Linked DNA regions of Hordeum vulgare: all the other regions are linked to region 2. Evidence: chromatin contacts called from public Hi-C data. All regions are on one chromosome and are shown on one strand. The core of a region is the stretch at or near the end of the contact, and the rest is flanking DNA. Distances in the headings are between cores, read along the strand shown.

Evidence for each region. A called contact is a pair of places that touch in the nucleus more often than the background predicts.
Region 1: a contact with region 2 is called in a Hi-C map of seedling, with 2.5 times the contacts expected there. The contact joins two enhancer-like sites. A contact is called at or near these places in 2 of 6 Hi-C or Micro-C datasets (leaf and seedling).
Region 3: a contact with region 2 is called in a Hi-C map of seedling, with 3 times the contacts expected there. The contact joins the promoter of LOC123429461 here to the enhancer-like site in region 2. A contact is called at or near these places in 2 of 6 Hi-C or Micro-C datasets (leaf and seedling) and 1 of 1 datasets of contacts at active chromatin or transcription factors (embryo).

What each region holds. Positions count from the first base shown.
Region 1 is chr2H:43,095,493-43,098,192 of MorexV3_pseudomolecules_assembly, forward strand. No RefSeq gene overlaps it. Among protein-coding and RNA genes, the nearest start is that of LOC123424742, 64 kb to the left of the region's middle. Within about 2 kb of position 1,384, at least 3 of the 3 cell types and tissues checked have open chromatin away from gene starts, as enhancers often do. A contact at or near this core is called in seedling, where this site is marked.
Region 2 is chr2H:42,819,566-42,822,265 of MorexV3_pseudomolecules_assembly, forward strand. No RefSeq gene overlaps it. Among protein-coding and RNA genes, the nearest start is that of LOC123429467, 97 kb to the left of the region's middle. Within about 2 kb of position 1,281, at least 2 of the 3 cell types and tissues checked have open chromatin away from gene starts, as enhancers often do. A contact at or near this core is called in seedling, where this site is marked.
Region 3 is chr2H:42,439,948-42,442,647 of MorexV3_pseudomolecules_assembly, forward strand. It overlaps LOC123429461, which reads right to left and starts at 1,370. Exons shown (of 5, transcript XM_045113496.1): 1 at 1,243-1,370; 2 at 509-1,142; 3 at 1-307. The coding sequence starts at 580.

The DNA of each region.
Region 1 (2,700 bases), core at 134-2,633, 280 kb after region 2:
AAAAATTGTTGGGAATTTTAAAAAATGTTCCCACTTTCAAATTTTGTTTGGGAGTTTCATAAAATGTGGGGGAATTTGAACGAATGTTCGTGTTTGCAAATTTGTTTGGGACTTTTATAAAATGTTTTTTCAAAACCTGATTGCAATTTTCAAAAGAGTATTCGTGTTTCTAATTTTGTTTGGAAGTTCAAAAAAATGTTCACGTTTACAAAAAATTGGGAGTTTCTGAATTACAGGAAGAAAACTTATGATTTCGTAAGATTTCGAATTTTTCTAAACTTTGTACCTAAAAGAGCACAAATTTTCATACATGGGGAAACTTTTTGAAATTACAAATAATTGTTTCAAAATGTGAAATTTTGTGAAATTCGTAACAAATATTTGAAGGACAAACATATTTCTTAAATTGTGAACAAATTTTTTTTTAAATATATATTTTTAAAAAATCTGTGTGTACTCTTTGAAACACAAACATTTTTATGAAAATCGTGAACACATTTTGAGAATGAACAAAAACATTCATTGAACATCATGAACAATTTTCTAAAAGGAAAAAAGAAAACTAGAAACGATATATATTTTTGTGAAATCACGATTTTTAATTGAAAACAAGAACATTTTCCCAAAACTCGGGCATTTTTGAATAATTATGCCGTTCTTTAAATACGAGAACAATTTTGAAAATATAACACATTTTGTAAGCAAGAACATTTTTTGCAATTCCAGGTTATTTTTTGAAGCGCAAACATTTAAATAAAAATTGTAAACCAAATTTCGAACATGAGAGCATTTTTTGAAATTCAGAACAAATTTCACAAAACCTCAAAAAAGAGAAATAGGAAAGGAAAAAAATGACAACAAAAACAAGAATACTTTATAAAAATCCGAACATTTTTTGAAGTTATGAACAATTATTTAAAAATGGATTTTTTTAATTAAAATTTTTATAAAGCAAGAATATTTTTCTAATTTTATTTTTCAAACATGAATTTTGTTTTGAAAAAATACAAAAGTTCCCGAACAAATATCAAACTGTGAAGATTTTTTGGATGTTGTAATATTTATATAAAACGAATGTTCAAAAAACGAATGTAAAAGGAAAAAAATAAAATAAAAAGGAAAGAAGAAGGAAGAAAAAAGAGATCATAAAAAGAGAGAAAAACAAGAAAAGGAACAGGAAAAAACAAAAAAGAGATAGAAATTGAAACATAAAAAGGAAAAAAACGGTACAGAAACCTTCTAGAAGGTTAGCAAAACCAAAATAACCGGCTGGGAATCTATAGAAGGTTTGCAAAACCGGAAAACCCCAGGATAGGAGAAACGATTACCGTGTCGGCCTAGATCGCGGCACTACCTCATGAAGCCTATGCAAAACCTACGGGAGTTCCTAGTCGGTGCTTTAAGGGCCGGCTAGGAGAACCAGCGCCCACACGCCCTGCACAATGGGCCGGCCCAGTACGGGGCAGGATTTTCAATAGAAAAACACAAAAAATACGTGAACACAAAAATTTCATGAAAGCAAAAAATTATTCACAAATTTTGAAAAGTTCACGAATTCGAAAAAAAATCACTGTGATCCAGAAAAAAGTTTACAAATCTGAAGAAAGTTCATGAATTTTCAAAATTAGTTCATGAATTTGAAAAACAGTTTATGCAACTTTGTTGAACTGAACAAAAAGTTCACAAATCTTTAAAAAGCTCATCATTTTTGAAAAATGCATCCATTTCAAATAAAAGTTCGTCAAATTTAAAAACAAATCATCAAAATTTGAATAAATTCCATTGATATTCAAAAGAAGTTCATAGAATTTTAATAAAAATTTGGAAATTTTTTAAAAGGGTTCATTCATTTGGAAAATAATTGTTGGTTTGAAAAAAGTTAAGAAGAAAAGGCTCCACTTTTCAAAACATGAAAAGTTATATAAAAATAAAATGGAAATGAAAAAACATAAGAAAAATATTAAAGAAAAGAAACAAAAAAAGAAAAAGAGAAAAACGGAAGAAAACCCAGTCCTGCAAAACCATTATGAAATAAAACCGTATAGAAAGTTTCTAGAAACTACACAAAACCAGAAAAACCTTCCTTCCGCTGGCCGGCCCATGACCGAACACTGCAGGCGTCGGTTAAGAAATAATCACTTTAACCGCCGCTGCAACTGGACGTTCCCTAGTAGAGGAACCGCCCAGTGACACCAGATGGGCAGTAAAGGGCTGGAGGGGCGTCCTTTTCATCCGAGACAATTATTCCAATCTGACAACATTTTTTAAAATTTATGATATTTTACAAATTCGAAAACAAATAGTGAATATTTTTGAAAATTCCTCATCATTTTAACAATATTTGAATATTACTGTAAAATCATGATTTTTAGAAGTCATAAACACTATTTGCAAAAACACAAACATTTTCTAAATTTTGTGAACATTTTTCGTTTTGAGAAATCTTTAATGGTCAGCTTTGGATAAGTGGATAACATTTTAAAAGGTCTCATTTTTTTGTTTTTTTAACATAGTACATACGCAAGCGAACACTTCCTAAAGAATAAGGCATCATATTATCTTGAGATTTACAAAATCATCATAGGTGCCTCGTCGTCGACGAAAACGTCTCCTCCCACTGAACATACATCGTCACGACTTAAACTCTAGTGGGCTGGAATACCATTATCATTTAACTATCCAACTACAGGTTGGTTCATA
Region 2 (2,700 bases), core at 31-2,530:
TATCGATGATATGCCATCATGACCATCGTCATCAAGCTTTGTCATGTAGTTGCTCACTTAAGGCAAGATGGTCATTGCACGCGGTAGAGAAAAAGATTGTAAGTTTCACTTCTTATTTCTTAACTTGTTGGTTGAATCATTCATCATTCAATGCTATTTACATTGTGTGGCCCATACAAGTTGTCGTGATGTACTAGACGACAGAGGAACGGTCATTTACGTACACAAACTATTGAAAGAATTTTAAGGGATAATATGTGTGAGACGACTTGATTTGTTGAAAAACTTGTTGGACATCAAATTTGAGACAACAATGTGCCAAAACCCGACTTTGATAAATATGAACCGGTTTACATGAATTTAGTCCGTTAAGTCAAAACCCGACTTAAAATGTAATGGGTACAACGTTGAATGGCCTGCTCTAGTTTCATGTCCGCGGACTCGTCCCTCTATCCGTGAACGGATATTGGAGCACATTTGCGGCAAAACATTGGAGATGCGCTTAGTGAATTGGGGTGTGTATAATCCTATACGTGATACAACTTGTATAGGATTAGCGGCGAGTCATGCATGGAATCTTGGCGTCGCCATAGTTCATTTTTGAAAATTGTCGCCGAAATGTTCAAATCTTACAAAACTTGTTCTGTCGTTGCTGCAACCAGCCGAGCACAGAGAAAGGAGGAGTGCTCGTCCACAGCATGGGCACTTTCCCCATCGAGGCGTCGTCGGGTAAAAGATCGCCGGTCGGGAGGAAACCCAGGCTATGGAGCAGACGAGAAGCAAGCGCAAGCGCACACGCAACGGCCACGCCACGAATCCATCCAAGGGTCACTCGAACGTCACGAAGCAGCACGGTCCACGGACGCACACTGGTTTCCATGCGCGTCTCCCGGGGGACGACGGACAGAGCAAAGCCGGCCGGGCCGGGATTCGCGGGGGCGCCCGCGATCTGACGGAATTTACCGCCGCGATCAGGGACCTCTGCCGGGATTCAGAATTCAGAAACGTACTCCACTCCTTTTCCAGCGTCCTGCTGCTCGCCTCGCAAGTACTCTGCTCTGGGGCGCTGACATCAAGATTGGAGGAACCTACTGACGAGAGGACAGAGGTGACGGTGGTTGAGTGTGGGAGGGGAGCGCGTCAACTCTGGCGCGGTGACGCCCGGGCTGACCGCTTGATTGGCAGCCGCGGTCGAGTCTGTCGGGGGCTCTACCTCTGTGCGCGCCATGCCCATGCAACGAGGGCAATGCCACTGCGTGGGATTTTGCGAAAAGGAAAAGAATAATGCTACAGGTACGAGGCACTACGGTCTTTTAGAGCAACTCTAGGCACGACCCCATCCGGTCTGGTCCTGCCTGTTTGGAATAAAATAAACAAACCATACGGTCTCTGGACCCGTCTTATTCATTTTGTGTCCGGTTCGATCTATTTCAAATGCAAACATGCGTCCGTTTTGGGTTCAGGTCCGATCCATTTCAAACGCAAACATGCGTCCGTTTTGGGTCCAGACGCACAGCGAGCGGACGCGTCTCTCGTCTGCATCGGGGTCGCGGCCACCTACCTCCCACCGTCCAAATTAATTGCACACGTTGGTCGGTCCCATCTGTAATCCGCCGAAGCAAGCGATCGTCGTCCTTCTTAAATAGGAAGTCGTGGACCGGTCGTAGTTCATGCTCGCGCTCCAATCCTAGTGCCTCCTTGAAACCCGACACCCAAACCATAGTTCTGCCCTCCCCTTCCTCGAGTTCTCCGGCCGCTGGCAGCCATAGTGTGGTGGAGCACCGGCCGCAAGGGGGCGCAGAACCACGAGGCTGGTTCGTCCTCCGGCCGTTGCCACACCGCCAGCTCAGAGCCCGCACCAGCTCCACGAAGGGCCCCCGCACCGCCTGCATTCGCCATCGCCCTTCCGCCCGCCACGGCGCGCGACCGGTAGTACGTCCACGTGGATGTATGCCCACATTATTGGGAAACAAGGACGTCACTCCCTGGAGCGACGTTCACCTACCAAATAACTCGCATCTGTCCGCGGATCGGGTGTCGATCCCGCCGATCCCGATGAGCGTCCGTACCCGCCGCGGGGGGATCGACCGCCGCCGCCGCTTGCCTGACGACCTATACTACGACCCAGGTACGCCGTCGAATCCCCTTTGTGCGATCATTGTTTCCAGGACGAGCACGACGTGCGCTGCGCGTCATACTTTGCTCGTCGTCCAGCTAGCCCGTGGCGGGCACGTCATCTCCCATGACAGAGGAGGAGGAGGCCCAGCTCATTCAACGTGTTTTGGAAGATTCCAAGAACACGCACGACGAGCGCCAATGGGTGGGGCTGGACACCATGCTGACCCTCTCTGCGGCTGACGACGTGGCTGTACTGGAGGTGAAGATGACGGACGTGAAGGAGGAGGTGCTGGAGGAGTAGCCCGCCGCCTCGTTCCACCCGGGCCTGGTGGGCCAGCGGTGGAGCTGGTCGTGCACGACCACGGACATGGCCGACGCTGTGGGGGTCGGATTTTGGTGCCCCACGCCGCTGCGGTCACTAGAGCGCGAGCCGTCGGCGTGGGGGGAGGTGTTGCAGGTGCGTTCCTCCTACCAAGGACCATCGTCCCACCTTTGGACGTCGCCGTCCTACATCGACCTGACTAGCGACAAGGATGGCAACGGCGGCGCGTGAGACGGTGACGGGCACGACAACAACGCGCG
Region 3 (2,700 bases), core at 120-2,619, 380 kb before region 2:
AGTAGTTTCCGATGAGATAAATCTTGAGGCGTAGCGTTGTGATGGTGTGTTCCCTGCAGGGCTGAGCCAAGAAGCTGCTAGTGGCTCTTGCCAGAGACGCCATTGCTTGATCAATGTGTGCAGCCCCTGTGCATGGGGCAATAAAGAAGTCCATGACATGAAGTTTGAGATCAGGAAGTAGCCACGGCAAGTTTCTCCACCGCGTTGACAACACACTAGTCCTTGCTGCCATGGCAAGGTCGACTCTCCCCAGGATAGAGATTAAAATGTCATCACTCAACGCGCTGAGCCTATCTTCCTCACCTTTCTGCAACAAGAATATATATCATCCATGGATACAGTCAGGTCAACATGCTAAGAATAAAAGGCTCTAACTAAGCATAAGTAATCGTTGCATCATCTCTAGCAAGAACAGTGCATTTTTGTGATGTGTAAGATCGTTTGTTTGGAACTTCAGAATATAGGACAGATGAACAGTCGGCAGAACAGCTAGCAAAGAAGAACTTACGTGGCGGTGCGGACTATCAGACTCCATGGATAATAACCTCCGAGTCCAGGGAGCCCTGAACAACGCGCTCATCGTTTATTCCGGGAGCTCTGGTCTCTATTTATTCAGAGAGGATGAGAGAACTACGATGCTCTAAACCGACCAGAATCTAAGTAGAGAATCTTGGACTTGTCTTATTAGATGAAACCGAATAATAACCTCCTCTGAGTCCAGTATGCCTTCCAAAGCGATTGTCTTTTATTTCCGGAGCGCTCGTCTGTATTAATATTCTGACAACGAGGAGGAGGCAAAAGTCGAGAATTCCCGACTTCTCTCTCTCTCTCTCTCTGAGATGAAACCGGATCGTACACACAACAGCCCGACGACCGCGTTGACACAATGATTTAAGCTGGAAGAAGACGGACTATATAATTTATTTACGAGTATGTGCGACCGCGTGGTAAATCCACATCCACACGTTGTTATTGCTGGTGGAGGAGGGGATTGCAGCCTGTAAAAAGGATCATCTCACGGCCTTCAAAATCAACCGCCGTCTTGCCAAATCCCTGTAAAAGGGACGCTCTTCCACCCGCAGAACAACAGCGGATCTTGAAAATCAGCTGCCTTGGATAGAGTTCGGGAGGTTAACGAGCCCCTGAAAATCAAGGCAATCAATCCGGCACATCAGACCCAGCCTACGACGTACGCGAGGAGAGAAAGAGGGCAGCAGCCAAGCGACGAAGCGTGGGCCTCACCTTGTCGGTCTTCGAGGGCGGCGGCGTTCCGTCCGTGCCGGCTTGACGGCGGCTGGGTATAACCCTAGAGCCTAGACTGGCGCACCGCAGAACACGAATAGTGCTATTATCTCGGCCTAGACTCGTGGTGCAACGGGCCTCCTTTCCGACCGATAAGTCACGGGTTGACTACGATCATTTATGGGCCTCTGCATCTGTGGCCCAGCTCAGCCTGGCTGAGTAAAAATAGGTTTTGTGTCCGGTTCAAGTTCGGCACTGAGTTTGGTTGCCCGTCTCTCTTAGGCCTTGTTTGAAACCACTCACATTATATAATTCAGTTTTTATAATTTATTTTGTCTTCAAACAGGACAGATTACGGTATAGATTATAAAAATTAAATGAACAGATTATTAAAAATTTATAATCTATCCTAACCCAGCTAAAATCAGATTATGGATTGCTAATGATCCATTATCCTTGTAAAATTTAAGTTAATTACATTCCTACCACCGCCACCCTCTTCTTTTTTTAAAAACAGAGGGCGAACAAGTCATTATGAAATGTAAAACCTGAATTATAGTTTATATAATCTGGCCTTCAAACATGTCCACTTATATTATTTTTATAAATCAGATTATATAATCTATCTTTATAATCCAGATTATCATAATCTATTGTGGTTCTAAACAGGGCCTTAGTCCGGTTGAGTATAGAAGTATAGAACTAGTAAACATGTCCGTGCATCACAATGAAAGAAATAGCCTTTCAGAGTTCGTAACAATGGAGACGTCAAAGAAGGCATCACGCTGGTAGCCATGACCATTAATAACGTTGACCTCCGTCGTGTAAAAAAGCAGAAGTATGTATTGTGTAAGACAATACGATACTGCCACAATTTTATTTTCCAAGAAAAGATGGAACTTTAGATTTGGTTTCCAACTACGGCTATGAGACAAATGCTACTTCAGAACCGAGAGGAATGGTATAAAGCAGTTGAGGCAAACATTAATTACTTTTATCTATACTAGGAAAAATGTCCGTGCGTTGCAACGGGAGAAACAAACCCTCGCATCCCTTTCATGAAAAAATGATGCTCATGTCAACTAAAGCTTCCAATTACCGCACGTACTAAGGCATAATTTTCCATCTTATTTTGTTCATCTACACATGGGTTTGTTTTTAACTCAGCTCCACTTCATTATATAAATCTTCGTCATCCTTCCTTTATCTATATGATCATCACACCCTTGCTCTACTTATCATATCTTTGAGAGAACACAAATATTGTTTTTCCTCCACTAACATGAAGGACGCAATGAATGTTTTTTTGCAGGGTGCACGCATCTCCGCATCATCTTAATCTTTAGCCAAGAAAATTATACTCAAATGGGGTTTGATGACCTGATGTTTTTATACCAAATCTTTGACGATGTTGTTTCTTCTATTGATTTTTAATAAAAAATGGATAAGAGGAAACAG